Linked DNA regions of Mus musculus: all the other regions are linked to region 3. A link is a contact called in public Micro-C and promoter capture Hi-C data. All regions are on one chromosome and are shown on one strand. Each heading gives the region's core, a stretch centred on a gene start, on an enhancer-like site or on the middle of the called end of the contact. The rest is flanking DNA. Distances are from core to core; before and after follow the strand shown.

Evidence for each region. Promoter capture Hi-C pulls out the DNA fragments that hold promoters and counts their contacts. A called contact is a pair of places that touch in the nucleus more often than the background predicts.
Region 1: a contact with region 3 is called in a Micro-C map of embryonic stem cells, with 3 times the contacts expected there. The contact joins the enhancer-like site here to the promoter of Usp43 in region 3. A contact is called at or near these places in 2 of 39 promoter capture datasets (the 3T3-L1 cell line and embryonic stem cells), 2 of 484 Hi-C or Micro-C datasets (both in embryonic stem cells) and 2 of 115 datasets of contacts at active chromatin or transcription factors (both in embryonic stem cells).
Region 2: a promoter capture Hi-C map of embryonic stem cells shows a contact between it and region 3, with 2.9 times the contacts expected there. The contact joins the promoter of Mfsd6l here to the promoter of Usp43 in region 3. A contact is called at or near these places in 6 of 39 promoter capture datasets (the 3T3-L1 cell line, the C10 cell line, embryonic stem cells and 1 more), 2 of 115 datasets of contacts at active chromatin or transcription factors (both in embryonic stem cells) and 1 of 9 other capture datasets (pancreatic islet).
Region 4: a contact with region 3 is called in a Micro-C map of embryonic stem cells, with 3 times the contacts expected there. The contact joins the enhancer-like site here to the promoter of Usp43 in region 3. A contact is called at or near these places in 2 of 39 promoter capture datasets (the 3T3-L1 cell line and embryonic stem cells), 3 of 484 Hi-C or Micro-C datasets (all in embryonic stem cells) and 2 of 115 datasets of contacts at active chromatin or transcription factors (embryonic stem cells and neural tube).
Region 5: a Micro-C map of embryonic stem cells shows a contact between it and region 3, with 7 times the contacts expected there. The contact joins the promoter of Myh10 here to the promoter of Usp43 in region 3. A contact is called at or near these places in 5 of 39 promoter capture datasets (the HPC-7 cell line, hippocampal neurons, liver and 2 more), 3 of 484 Hi-C or Micro-C datasets (all in embryonic stem cells), 5 of 115 datasets of contacts at active chromatin or transcription factors (embryonic stem cells, epiblast stem cells and stem cell-derived neural progenitor cells) and 1 of 9 other capture datasets (embryonic stem cells).

Annotation. Positions count from the first base shown.
Region 1 is chr11:67,041,785-67,044,511 of GRCm38.p6, forward strand. Adprm (ADP-ribose/CDP-alcohol diphosphatase, manganese dependent) reads right to left here. Exons shown (of 5, transcript NM_025510.3): 3 at 1-323. The coding sequence starts at 297. Among named protein-coding and RNA genes, the nearest start is that of Adprm, 9.5 kb to the right of the region's middle. Within about 2 kb of position 1,402, at least 31 of the 459 cell types and tissues checked have an H3K27ac peak or open chromatin away from gene starts, as enhancers often do. A contact at or near this core is called in embryonic stem cells, where this site is marked.
Region 2 is chr11:68,554,713-68,557,501 of GRCm38.p6, forward strand. It overlaps Mfsd6l (major facilitator superfamily domain containing 6-like), which reads left to right and starts at 1,474. Exons shown (of 1, transcript NM_146004.1): 1 at 1,474-2,789. The coding sequence starts at 1,613.
Region 3 is chr11:67,920,848-67,923,695 of GRCm38.p6, forward strand. It overlaps Usp43 (ubiquitin specific peptidase 43), which reads right to left and starts at 1,306. Exons shown (of 15, transcript NM_173754.4): 1 at 698-1,306. The coding sequence starts at 1,201.
Region 4 is chr11:67,016,614-67,019,324 of GRCm38.p6, forward strand. No RefSeq gene overlaps it. Among named protein-coding and RNA genes, the nearest start is that of Tmem220, 7.2 kb to the right of the region's middle. Within about 2 kb of position 1,423, at least 76 of the 459 cell types and tissues checked have an H3K27ac peak or open chromatin away from gene starts, as enhancers often do. A contact at or near this core is called in embryonic stem cells, where this site is marked.
Region 5 is chr11:68,690,518-68,693,343 of GRCm38.p6, forward strand. Myh10 (myosin, heavy polypeptide 10, non-muscle) reads left to right here and starts at 1,398. Exons shown (of 41, transcript NM_175260.2): 1 at 1,398-1,665.

The DNA of each region.
Region 1 (2,727 bases), core at 152-2,651, 880 kb before region 3:
CATCTGAAATGTGTTCATGACAAGTTCTAGAGACTTTTCTGATACTTTATACTGTGCATTGTAGCCATCGATGATGTCTCCAAGCTGCAGGACACAACAGGGCATGCTGCTTTCTTTATTCCAGTCTTCGATGGCACCCTGTAAGTGAATAAGACTGTGTCGGTAGTACCTCCGCCGGCTTCTTTGATAATTGTATCCATCTTCTAAATCTGCGTATTGAATATCTGCTATAACTCCGAAGGAAAACAGTGGCTCTGAAGCATCAGCCGGGGAACTGGGCACCAGCTTATCAGCCATAACCTCCAAGCAGACTTCTAAATAAGCTAAGGAGAGGGAAAAGAGACCCACGTTAAAATACTACAGCCTTCCAGTGGACAGAAGAAAATGACAAAAAGGTTAATCCACTAGACAGCAAGACAGACAGACAAGTGTGAAGGCACTGAGGTCTTAGCTCTGAAATGTTTCAGTTCTCATCCGTAAAGATGATAACCTCTCTCACTCAGAAGACTAACCATTTACAAGAGGGCACTACCAAACTGAACATCAGGAATTCCAACCACAATGGCCAAATTCAAATCTGGAAACATTTCTTACTTTGCACCCATTTTAAACATTGGGGATTTGTCAGTTGCTATGTATACAAATGCTAAATTCAAGAGCTGGCTGCCACCCAGACAAGTGCATCCTCACATACACCAGCCCTTGCTGTGTAAACCTTGCTCCCCGCTTTAAAGCTATTGGTTAATAAAAGGCTTGAGCCTGAGACTGGGTAGTAGAGAGAGAAATGTGGGACCTGAGAATTGAGTGAGGGGTCTCAGGAGAGACCATGGGGGCTGGGGGGAGTAGGAAGGAGAGAACTGATGGAGGAAGGAGGTCACCATGAGGCCAAAAGCAGCTTGTCCTGAGGACACACATGGAACAGAGCCAGCCCAGTGAGACTGAACGGTAAGTAGCACGGGGCCTATGGTTTGGATAAAGGTGAGAATACTCAGAGCCTGCCCAGTCTAGGCTTACAGCTGGGAAATAAAATAACAGGTTTTTATGTCTTCTACACGGGCTAGCTTGAAACAAGTATTTCATTTACATAAAACCGCACCCATCCCACAGCACCGTCACACTCACTCAGCCACCTACTTCCCACAGCAGAGCCCACTCTGGGATGCTCCGGCAGGCCAAGGCTTTTTTCTTTGCTGATGAGCAGCCTGCAGAAAGAAGTCTTTCCCTTTAGTATCTGAGGGAAGACAGCAATGATCTGAAAAGAAGGTAGTTTAATGACAAAAGTCCCCAGAGGCTTGGGAGTTTGGTGTCCCGCCCCAGTCGGTGGCATTTATGGGTAGGTGCAGCCTTGTTGGATTAAGTGAGCCACTGAGGGCAGGCTTTCATTGTTTAAAGCCCCGCCCCCGAGCTACTTCCAGTCCACCCTCTGCTTCATCCTGCCGTTGACCACGCCCTCCCTCGGCTCCCTGTGGTGCCATCATGCCTGCCTGATACAGCAGACTCACAGAGCGGGGGTGGGGGGCTACTGTTGGAGACAGGGTCTCTCTATGTAGCCCTGGCTATCCTAGTACTCCCAGTGTAGATCAGGTTAGCCTAGAACTCACAGAGATCCACCTGCCTCTGCTTCCCAAAAGTATGTGTTACCTCACCTGGATATAAAAGATTCTTATCCCTCTGAACTCTACGGCAAAATAAACTCTACCTTCAGTTACTTTTGGTCATTGTTTTTTTAAATCACAATAGAAACGTAACTAATATAAAGAAGAATAATTCAAAAATTCAAAAAAGCCCAGTATATGGGCTGAAGAGATGCCCAGAGGTCGAAAGAGCTTCCTCTAGGGTGCCTGAATTCCCAGTACCCAGGTCAGAAAGCTCACAACCACCTGTAATTGCATCTACAAACACAGGGACCTGATATCCCCTTTGTGCTTCCTAGGGCTCTCAAACAGATGGGTGTGTACTCACACAGAAATATATAAATGAAAACTACAAATGCTATGACATCACTGCACCCACTGTCCTTTCTATGAGCAGGTGAATTCTAATTTGAACCGGTTCTCCTAATCTTAGAACCAGGCCCCAGATTCTGAGCCAGAACAGAAAACACAATCTTTTCATCCCACACGTAATCTCCACTTAAACTCTAGAAAGTATCTCATTAGGTTATTTATAAACAGAATTTGTAATGCTAAAAGAACCAAGAATACTAAGGATTATGACAAACATAAAAGGCCAAGGTGCTAAATTACAAACTATTCTTATTATGAAAAAAAAAAAAAAACAAACCAAACCAACCAAACAACCAAACAACCAAAAACAAAAAACAAAAAAACCTCTGTAGTTCTATCTGAATTGACCAAAATCTAGCTGTTGCTAAAAATTCCTGACTTTCTAAAATCCTTCCGACTCCTGGTCACTAACCACCTGCTCTGCCTAACCAAGTTCCTACTTTAAATCTCTAAAGAAACATGAAATCGCAGTCTAAGCTTCTAAGCTACTCCTAACAGAAAGGCTCCAACTCCATATTCCGCACAGGGGCCAGGCTCCAGCTAGACATGAGAATGGGGGCTCTCCTCACTCTGACACTGCTGTCACTGGATGGGTCACTGGGTACAGGTTGCTGCCTGCCAAACCTGATGAACCGAGTTCAATTTCTAAGACCCACATGGTGGGAACAGTAAACTCCAGCCCTCAAACGGTCCTCTGATCTCCACATATGCACTGTGTCAC
Region 2 (2,789 bases), core at 224-2,723, 630 kb after region 3:
TTTGTGGTTGATATCTTTGAGACAAGATCTCATATAACAAAGGCTGGTCTTGAACTCCTGATTCTCCTGCTTCTACCTCCAGATGTGGGATTAAGCCTCCACACCCATTAATCACTTGCATGTTTGTTTTCTTTTTGCTCAGTTTTGTAAACAAGGTCTCACCTCAAAAAAGCTAGCTGAGGCTGATGATGAACTCCTGATCCCCCTGCCTCCATCCCTCAAGTGTTAGACTCAGGCATGCGTCACCATACCCAGCTAGCAACTCTTAGTTTTTAAATTTTAATTTAATAACGTTTTAATCCTTAGGTTCTAAGTATCAGTGAGAGTCTGTCAGCCATATGGTAAGAGAAAGTGCGGAGGACCTTAGCTGTCTACCCGTCTCCTGAGAAATTACCATTTCAAATTTAGCTACACATACATATTGGCTGGCAAACACCCCCCACTCTCCAATCCACGGCCAAATTAGGTGCATTGAGCAAGCCTTGAATGAAAAATGAATGGACCAAATCAGAGCTGGGATACAGCTCAGTGGTAGAGATGGAGACCCTAGGTCTGAGAACAAATAATTCCCGCATCTGTAGCTGGATAGTTGGCCATTCTGGAGGAAAGCCTATGGTACACCTCCTCCCCCCCCCCCCCCCCATGATTTCAAGGGCTCGAATCTTAGTTCAGTTGAGAGAGGAAATGCCTCTGGGGAGAGAAAAAAATCTGGAGCCATTTCTCATGACCTGGATGCCACTGAATTCATGTGTGGAAACCTTTACTTGGCTAATAAACTATTTCTTTTGACCTGCAATTTTTAAGTATCTGTATTCACTTCCTCTACTGAGGTTCCTCTACTGAGGTTCCTCTACTGAGGTTCAAAGCCAGCTAAGAATCTCTGGAGTGCATTCCTAAACAGGGCAGGCAACAGCATTCTATTGAGTGTGTACATTGTGTACATACTGCCTGGGACTGTGAGGTGCTACCAGGATTGAATATATATATATATAAATGCCTTTCTGGGTGAACAGAGAGATTATTGACAAAAGTGCAAGCCAAGGAGGGGAAGTCTGAGTCCTCTGGTGATGGCCAGACAGAATTGGGATTTCACTTACAATCAACAGGACCAACTCTGTAGATCGCCACTGACCAGTGGGCCTATGAATACAGACCTGAGGACGAGGGATGTGTGAGGACCAGAGATGTGCAGATGTTCACTTCATTCTTCTCTTCCCGGACACATCCCCATCCTGACCCTGTCAGTTTCTCAGGCCTGAGGCAGTCCAGGCGCCCAGCAGCACCTGTGGTCAGAACGCGCCCAGCAAACCACAGGGCGTCCGTCATCCATTAGGTGGCGCAGGTGAGGCGCAGGTACAACAGGTGCAGCAGGTACAGTCAACAGGTGCGTGGGCTCCGCCCCCGCCGCGTCTCTCTCTTGGGGCGGGGCCACTTCCGGGAGGGTGGCCGGACATGGGGGCAAATAGCCGTTGGCTAGGTGACTGGAGGTGACGCAGTTTGGCTTGCTCGGAACCCTGAGCCAGCGATTCTCCCTTCCCAGGATATGGAGCGCCGCGCGCCCCGCATCTAACTTAGTCCTGTGTCCTTCCGGGTCTGGCAGAATCCCGTAACCATGAGCCCCAACCCGCAATGGGACGTCCCCAGGGCACTACGGGTGGCCAGGCTCTTCCACTTGGTGTGCGGAGTCCGGGATGCCTGTGTGACTCCGTTCCTGACCCTCTACCTGAGGCAACTGGGTGTGGCCGCGCCCTTGGTGGGCATCCTCATGGGAACCAAGCACCTGATCGCTACCTGCTGGATTCCCTTCTGTGCCTTCCTGGCCAAACGCTACCAGAAAAGGAGAATGTTTTTGACTGGCTCATTGCTGAGCTCCGCAGGCGCCAGCCTCCTGATGGTCCTCGTCCCACCGGTGGACAGAAATCTGGTCAACCACTTTTGTAATGGAAGCAGTAGAGTGGCCACCACTATCTTACCGCTGGGGGTCACACAAACTGTGATCATGACCCCTACCCAGGGGTCTGGAGCACCCAACCTCCCAGGCAGCAGGCACACCAGAGCCCTGGACACTTCTGGCTTTCCAAATGGATCTGAAGGAACATTTAGCGGTCTGCAGACCTATTTAGTGGGCTCTGTTGAAGGAGCCAGGACCACTACACAAGGCCTCCATCTTGTCACTTCTGGGTTGAGAGATAATTCCCAGAAAGGGACTTTTGAGGTAGGCAATGTTACCCTGAATCTACTTCCTGGAAGTACAGCTCTTGGAGGTCCCGTCAACTTGTCAAAGCCCCAGGGGGACACCCAGACCCCTGATCACTCCTCGAAAGGGTCACCGTGGACTTTCATCCTCTCCTTGGGAGTTGTTGTATTCTGGGAACTCCTGGCAGCCCCTCTGGAGCAGGTGGCGGATGACAGTCTTTATGAATACCTGGATTTCGTAGACGCCACTGATCGGAACAGAGACCTGTGGGTGTGGAAACTGTTAGGTGTATCAGCAGGTGTGTGTGGCATCGCAGCCTTGGTGGGGCATCTGGAATGCCTCCTCGTGGCCAATGGTCCTCAGGGCGTGATTTATTTCTACAGCTACTCGCTGGTCAGTACCCTGGCCTTAGCAGTGAGCACTGCCTTTCCTGTTCCCATAGACCAGCAACAGGGGCCCAGCTACAAAGCCATCAAAGCTCTGTCCCTCATAAGGGGTGACTCCCGCCTCATCCTCCTGGCCTTCACTGTCTTTTGGATAGGAGCCACTGCCAGCACTGTGCAGGACTTTCTGTTCTGGCACATGAAGGACC
Region 3 (2,848 bases), core at 56-2,555:
CTTCCTGCTCACATACTGTCAGGACTTAGTATGAATTAAATTAAAGGATACCATTCTACTATAGCACTCTTAACGACTCCCTCTCCCTACTTTTGAGAATACCTGACCCACGGGTTCTCAGCACCCACTGGACTTAAATAATCCAAAGCCACTGCGTCCAAGGTCATACACGATCTGAAGACCTTCACCTGCCTTCAAAACGCTTCACTTTCAGGCCTCTGCCCTTTCTACTTATTGATCACTCTACCTGGATTATTCCTAGATCCGTTCCTTCTCGGCTTTCTGTTCCTCACGCTTCTATCTCCTCCTTCCCAAAGCTTGGCCTTCAAGGACCTGCTTCCCATGCTGCATCCTTCTAGATCCTAAGCTCTAACTCACCCTGGCCGGCAAGTCCCACTCCAACAACTGCTTTTAACCACAAAACTGCTGGACACACTTAAGGCTGCCAGCTTTCTCCACCCCAGCCCAAAATACCAGGAAGAAACTAATTTCTAAAGAAAGCATTTGCAAATGATAATGTAACATGTCACCTCGAAACAAAGGCGGTAACCCAAGGCTGGGCTGGTTAAGTAGTGTCTACCGAAGACCTACCCCCTACTCCCCGCCCAAGAACCAGGCTTGGCTGATGGTTCACACGCTTTTCAAGAGCCGAAACCAGAAGGGTCGGAGGAGTCTGCGGGCGGCTGGCGCTGCCTACCTTGAACTCTGCGGAAAGTTGGGGCGTGTATTCGCGCGTCCAGAGCGCGCGCACCAGCGCCGCCAGCTGCTCGGTGACCTCGGCGCGGCCCGGCGCCGCCCGGTAGCGCCCCAGCGCTAGGAACTCGGCCAGCAGGTCGGTGTTGCTGAGACACTGCACCACCGCGTTCATGAAACAGGTGTTGCCATGGTTCTTCAAGCCCTGAGCGCCGGGCGGACGCGCCCCGTCACCCGAAGATATCTGGGGTTGGGATCCCGGAGGACGATCTGGCCCTGGACTCCCGGCAGAGGCTGGTGCCGGGCCCGGGGCGCAGGCAAAGCCCCCTTCTCCATCGCCATCGTAGGGACTGGGCTGGGCCGGGGGCCGGGGCGGCGAGTCCCCCGAGCGGGAGCGGCTGCCCAGAGCTAGCAGGAAGCGGTTAAGCAGGCGGCGAAGGGAACGGCGGCGGCGGGGCCGGGGCGCGGGCGGCCCCTCTCCCAGTGCGTTCCCCACGCCCGGATCCATGCTGGCCACGCACGGTGGTCCGGGAGCGCAGCCCCCGAGACCCCAGGCGGGCCGGCAGCTTCCCGGTCCTCACCGCCTCCCGGAGGCGCCGGGCGCCGGCTACCTGAGAGCCAGGTGTGCGGACACCGGGCGAGGGCGGAGCCAGGGGCGGGGCCGCCACGCCACGCCCCACGCGGGAATCCGGCCCTAGGGCAGCGCCCGCCGCCGGGCTCCCGCCCCCGCGGCTGGAGCTGGGAATGCACTCCCTCTGAGCCCGCCTAGTGGACTTCCCCGCCCTTCCTTCCCGCCTTGGAACAGGCCTTTCACCTCGGCTCGCCTTCCCCGCCCATCCCTAAACAGCGTAGCTAACCCGGGGATGGAACCTTCTGAAGCGCCCAGCGAAGCAAAGCCCTGGCTCTGGCTAAGTTTCTGGTCGTGGAAGCCAGATGAAGACTAAGAAAATTGACCGGCGAGCGGTGCCCCTGTTCGTGCCCAGGTGTCCCGAGAGGCGCGCGCTGGCAGCTGTGCAGGTGGGGAGCCCAGGCTCAGGTGCATGCGGTCAGGTGGCGCCACCTCCTTTGCAGCCTTTGCCTACACCGGTCACCCCAGGACCTGAACTGGGAGTGGGAATGCTAGTGGGTTGGGAGTTTGTTTTCTTTTTCTTGCTGTTTTGTTTTGTTTTTTTAAATAACACAATAGGTTACATTCATTTTCCTTAAACTTGGGAGACTTGAACGTCCTGGTTTTCATTGGTGAAGGGAGCTCAGCGAGGTTGAGGCTGTGAAAAGAGAGGAACCGGAATTCGACCCTCCCTGGGTGCACTGCAGAGTTCAGGCTCTTTACAACCCCAGTATTTGCTTGGCAGGAAGTTTTCCGGTTCTCAGGCGCGCCCCCTACTCGGTTGCTGCTTCGCTCCTCCACGCTAAAGCCTGGCTGTATCCTTACCCAATCAGAATTAGTTTGGCCTCGCCCCGCCCTTAATTCCCTGGGTAACCCTGGAGGCCTCTGCTCCTTTTATGCCTTAACTGTCAGGTTTATAATTAATCAGGCAAGGTCTTGCAAAATGAATTTCTCATCAGTTTGTAGCTCAAAAAGAGATCAGCAGCTTTCTGGAGTCAGACTTACATCAGAACCCAAAAATGTGACTTGCTATTTAATAATAAGTGCTCATCATTTATTAAGTATCCCTCCTCGATCTTCACATAGAATTGCAGCAGTTACCTGGTGCCAAAAAGTTGCATAAGTTAAGGATAAAGAAGAAACTGTAATGTGGAGACTTGAAGTGTAAAAAGCCACCATTTACCTTCCTGGGAAAGACATCCACCTAGTTGATAAATTTATAAGGTTCATTTCATGACCCGGATGTACTGAAGGTGCCGTGGTCATAGCAGACTCTGATAAATCATCTCCGGTATTTCACCTTTGAGATCATGTCAAGATCCCCAGCAGGGAGTTTTCATTTGGTAACAGTTTCGGGAGCGGCTGTTGCTTTTGTTTTGCTAGGAGGTTGTTGGTAAGAAGGAGGGAGTCCATCACACTTATGTTGCTCAGGTTTGTCTGGAACTCTCATTCTCAACCTTAGCCTCCTGAGTGCTGGAATCCTGGGTGTGTGTCTCACGACTCACAATAAATGTCTGAGCAGAAATCTATTCTTACTTGGCAAAGTCG
Region 4 (2,711 bases), core at 173-2,672, 900 kb before region 3:
TTTGCTCACGGGTTTATTTTTGGTGACACAGTTTGCAAACAGAGACATTAGCAACTCTGACGTGTACAAACGCTACAGTGTTGACGAGTACAGGCACACGGATAACAACCTCTCCCTCAAGATACAGAGCACTGTGGTCACTGGCCACACACTCTCTCCTGACCTCTCCTAGTCCATCCCCACCCATCCCAGGGGAATGGCCGACGGGATGTGCTTCACCAGAAATGGCCTTACCTGGTGACGACTTTCTCATAAATAACCTTCCTTCTCTCCTCTCTCTGAGCATGGCTGCCTATCCAGGATGCTGAGGCGTTCCTTCCCTTATGTTTCTATCAGTGATCCACTGTGTGACTGAGTCACAGAAAGACCGTTCTCCTCTTGACTGCAACAATTATTTAATAAAGAAAAGTATTATTCATTAGCAAGTTTCCTCTTAGGGGTGATGTGGGGGGTCTAAGAGACAGCTCAGATGGAACAAGCACTTGCCGCACAAAGCAGACACCCAAGGGTGCTCCTCAGAGCTCCCTATGGAAGGAGAGAACCAACCCCTGAGAAGTGTCCTATGACCTCTGACAGGCGTGCTGTGGCATTCCCAAACACGCACATGATCAGGACTGATACCTGGATTGAAAAAATAATCCTGTTAAGAATTCTTTCATCATCTAAAGCTAGCAGGAGGCCAGCAAGATGGATCAGCAGATGAAAACACTTGCCTCCAAGTCTGAGGACCCAAGTTCAATCCTAGGACCCACACGGTAGACACAGAGAACTGACACTCACAAGTTTATCCTCTGACCTCCATGTGTGCATGCACACACCCCCACATACATGCACATACAAATGCAAATAAAAATATTAATGACTAAAGCTAGCACATCCACCAACTGGGAATGAAACATCTAAAGGCTGCTTGCTGTTCAGTAGCTGCAAGTGGGGCATGAGGCAGGCCTGGGTCACTGCTGTCTGTAATAGGATGTCTGTTGGTTTGTTCCAGAATTTTGCTCTGGTCCTGGTGACATATATCTAACCTTCTGTTCTTTGTCATAAAACAAAAAGGTATTTTTTTTCTAGGTAACTGTTTTGGTGAGTGTCAAGAATCCTTTGAACTCATATACACTGTAAAAAGATCTAACGGATGGTAGGTGTTCATCTGGACGGTTCCTTAAGTCTGTGGCTCTTTCCTGTCATAGTGGCTTAGCCCCAGCTGTGTGCTAACTGTGCTGGGCCTGGGGAAGCAACTGGAAGAAAGAAAGAAAACAGATGCAGATATTCTCCTCATGGGGCTTGTAGTCTGGTGAGTCACACAGACACCAAGCAACTCATTGTTTAATTGCCAGTGTGACCATACTACCAGAGCTAAAGGCAGCTGCGGAGGGTGTGGCAGGGTTGCCCCAGGAGACCGAGTGCAAACAGGAGGGAGAGTAAAATAGGCGAAGGAGAAGGAGCGGGTGGAACCCAGATCTGCAGGAGCGAGATTTGCATAATAGAAGGCTGTGTAACCAAAGGGTTACAGGGGACATAACTGATATGAAGATGTGGGGAAGGAAGCCCTACGGGGAGGAAGTTCAGACTGCTGGACCCAGCTTTGTCGGATTTTACTGACTGTTCAAACTATTGGTCTTTGACCCTGGAGTTCCTATTTGAAGATTAGGTGAGGTTGTCTGGTCTGTACAATCTTTAAGTTTCTGGTGCTCCGGAGAGCAGTGCCCTGCATCAATCTGAAGAAGGGGGCGGGGAGGTGGGAGGGCGAGGCAGGAGTGGAGGAGGGGCATAGCACAGGATGGAGACAGGGAAGGAGGGAGGGATGGTTTTAGGTAGAAGTTTGAGAGTTGTGTCTTGCAGAGGTCACCAGTTGCAAAGTGAGTGGGAGCAAGCTCAGAACCTAGATCTTGGCTTGGCTACCCTCACAGGTACAGCACTGCGAGGGGTGGGCAGTTTAAACAACAGGTTAGTGCCGTGCTGTGAGTTCACAATGCCATCAGGGTTGCTTCTTTCCTGGCCTCCTGCTCACAGCTCCTCCCGTGGCTTCCCCTGGGCTCTCCCAGAAGGGGAGAAGGATGTTTAGAGATGTATATTGAATCCTCTTCCTATAAGAACACCAGTCCTTGAAGGAGATGAAGGGGTTTGCAACCCCATAGGAAGAACAACAATATCCACTAACCAGACCGCCCCCCCCCCCCTCAGAGCTCCCAGGGACTAAATCACCAACCAAAGAATTCACATGAAGGGGACCCATGGCTCCAGCTGCAGAGGATGGCATTGTCTGGCATCAGTGGATGGAGAGGCCCTTGGTACTGTGAATGGTTTGATGCCCCAGTGTAAGGGAATGCCAGAGTGGTAAGGTGGGAATAGGTGGATGGGTGGGCAAGCACCCTCACAGAAGCAGGGGGAGGGGAAGGGGAGGGGGTTTCCTGAGGGGAACTGGGAAAGGGGATAGCATTTGAAATATAAATACATAAAATATCCAATAATAAAAAAATAAAGAATGCCAGTCCTATCAGGTGAGGATCCCACCCTAGTGACGTCACTTAACTATCTCCATAAAAGCCCTTTCTCCATATAGTCAGCATAAGGACAAGGAGGGTAGCTCAGCTCAGTCCACAATAAGACAGATGCTGGGGAAACCAGCCAGGAGGCCTGGGAGAGCGCAGGGGCAGCCTCCTTTTCAAGGAGTAGCAGTAAGAAGGGACGATGCTGTGCAGAAAGGTCTG
Region 5 (2,826 bases), core at 148-2,647, 770 kb after region 3:
ATACTAACTTATACTTCCTCGGTAGACTTCACAAGGATAGAACTCTTCATGTAGTGCCAAAGTCACAAGACACCTGGAAGGGGGCAGCCACCCTAGTGGGCATGTGGGGTTGGAGACCAGATGCACCTGGACAAAGGACAAAGAATTCTCACTTCCCCCGGAAGGGCTCTGCATTCAGCTGCCTTGGAGATTTCTCTGAATTCCACCAACCCTTTCTTATCACTTCCTGCCTTGTTTTCATTTTTTTTCTCACTTTAAAAAAAAAAATCAGTCTAGAAGTTTCTCAGGCATTTACAAAGTATCCATTAAAACACACACATATATACAATACTAAATACATAAAATCCTGAGGCAGTTTTAAAATAAAGTATTTTATATTTATCTTTTTATAAGAACAATAATCCATTTGGCTCTTGTGATTTTTTTACTTTATTATATTTATACATGTATAATTAAGAGTTGACTAGATTCTGCAGACATTTCATTACATTTTTTTTTTAACTTCAATTTTCCAGTTTCCTTATTTTGGAAGCCCACTCCCACCTGAGGTCCATGAACCTTTCTAAGGCACTTGAACCACTGGTTCTTTAGCCCTAGGGGCTATGACAACAGCACAGGAATCCTGCAAGCCCTACCCAGTTCCTCTTCCATAGAGAGCTGGAATGAATGAGTGAGTGAACAAATGAAGTCGCTCTCTGGTCTTCTCTGCCAGGCCCGTTTGCTTCTCGTATTTTTGGAATCTCAGCCCTGCCTAAGAGGCAGAGCAAGCAAACATCCAACTGCGGCGGGTCACGAGAGGAAGGAAGCATCAGTAAGGGGGGACTCCGGCCGCCACAGGGTTGCAGCCCGGTCAGGACAGAGCTTTAGCGCCCAGCCCGAGAGGCTCCCCTCCCCCACTGCAGGTGAGCCGCAAGCAGCGGCTCCCACCCACTGAAGCTCCAGGGTGACGTCAGGCCTCAGGACCGCGCTCCGGCCCCGCCCCTGCAGGCAGCTCCGGGAGCTGGCGATTCCTCGGCGAAAGCCGGTCCCGCTGAGGGACCCAGTGGCTGCGGCAAGCCTACGGGCCGCAGAACGCTCGAGTGGGTTGCAGCGGCGGCCCGACGCAATAGAGAGACGTGACCAGTGGGAGCTGGTGACTTGTGCTGCGGTACACCTGCCCCACTGTCCACCCAGCCCTGACTAGCGCAGCGCGCACACCCCAACAAGATCGGCGATCTCTGCCTCGCGGGATCGCCAGGCTCCTAGTTTCAGCTGTCCATCTCCCTCCAGAGTCAGCCAATCACCCGCCACTGCCCCGGCCGCACCTCCCGGAGTCTCTGACAGGCGTGAGTAGCAGCCTATGAGATTGGGAGTCTGTGGGTCTAGGTCGGGAGCGGGAGCCAATGAGCATCATTCCAGGTGGGTGGAGGGAGCGGGACTTGGGAAGGTAGCTTCGTTCGGGTTGCTAACGTCTTTCCTGGGAGATGGGCGCGCAAACCGACCAGTGGGTCTGGGGGCGGCAGTGATGGGCGTGGAGATGGCCCAATGAGGGTGGGAGTGGGTGGGGCAGGCGCGAGCAGCAGTGCTAAAGGAGCCCGGCGGAGGCAGCGGTGGGTTTGGAATTGAGACGCTGGATCTGTGGTCGCTGCTGGGGACGTGTGCCGGCGCCACCATCTTCGGCTGAAGGTGAGACGAGCAGTTGCCCGGGTCCGAGTGCGGCGTTCCGGGAGTGGGGACGGTTGAGGGAACAGGAGGGGAGGAACCGGGGCTGGGGAACTGGGCGAGCCTGGAGCACAGAGACGGAGCCCAGGCGGGAGCTGGGAAAGGGAGACTGGGCAGTGGAGAGCGGAGCTTGTGGAGATGACGAGACCCCAGTGTATGGAGATGAAGAGACCCCTGGAGGGGTGGGAAATGGGGTCCTTGAGAATGAGACCTCTTCATGGATCAGGGCCAGGTCATACGTGAGGACGACTCTTGAAAGGGATGAGAATGGAGATCTGGGGATGGGGATGTAGGGACCAACTCCTGGTTGCATTGGATCCCTGGAAGCGTGGGGTTGGGAGGTGAGTGCCCTAATAAGAGGCCGGAGGCGCCCGGCGTGTCTATCTCCTTTTAGGAGAGGACTGAGTCCTGGGATGTGATCTTGGTGCTGGGGGCCCAGGAAGGAAAGGGGACCCTGGGTGGGTTGCACCGTGGGTTAGGTGGAGTTAGATTTCCCCGGGTGCGACTGAAAGGTTCTCCGAAGACTCAGAAGGCGGACCCTGGATCTGTGCGGTTTAGGGACCAGTGGCCTGAAACTGCATGGTCTTGGGAGCATGCGACGGATGAGAGGCTCCAGAGCTGGTCTCGGGAAGGAGGGCTGGAGCTAGACCTCATGCCACGCTCGCTGGGGACCGTGGTGGACCGGGAGGTGGACACCGGGCGAGGCCTGGGCCGTTGGGGAGAACGAGGCGGGAAATGTGGCCCGGGCGCGTTGTAGCGGAGCGGCCGGGGGGAGGGTCAGCCGTCGCCTCTGGATCGCTTTATTGTGTAAGTGATCTGGTAATGGCTCGCCGCAGAATCTCTCCCTAGCCTTCTGTAGTTAGGGTGTCATACTCTGATCCTATAAAATCGAAGTGGATTTGGGTCGGAGGGAAGTTGAAGCTGTGGAGTCCTTGGCGTTGGCGGGGCTTTGTGGGCCTTTGGTGGGCGGATGCGGCCCAGGGACCCGAGAGGCCCCCAGTCAGGCCTCTCTGGGAACTGGGGCCTTAGGAGGTGGCCAGTCGGTGCGTCTGACCTGAACTGGTGAGGTTTGGGTAACGGGGTCTCTGCCTACGACCGTTATCTCTTGTTTCTTGGGGCCTCTGC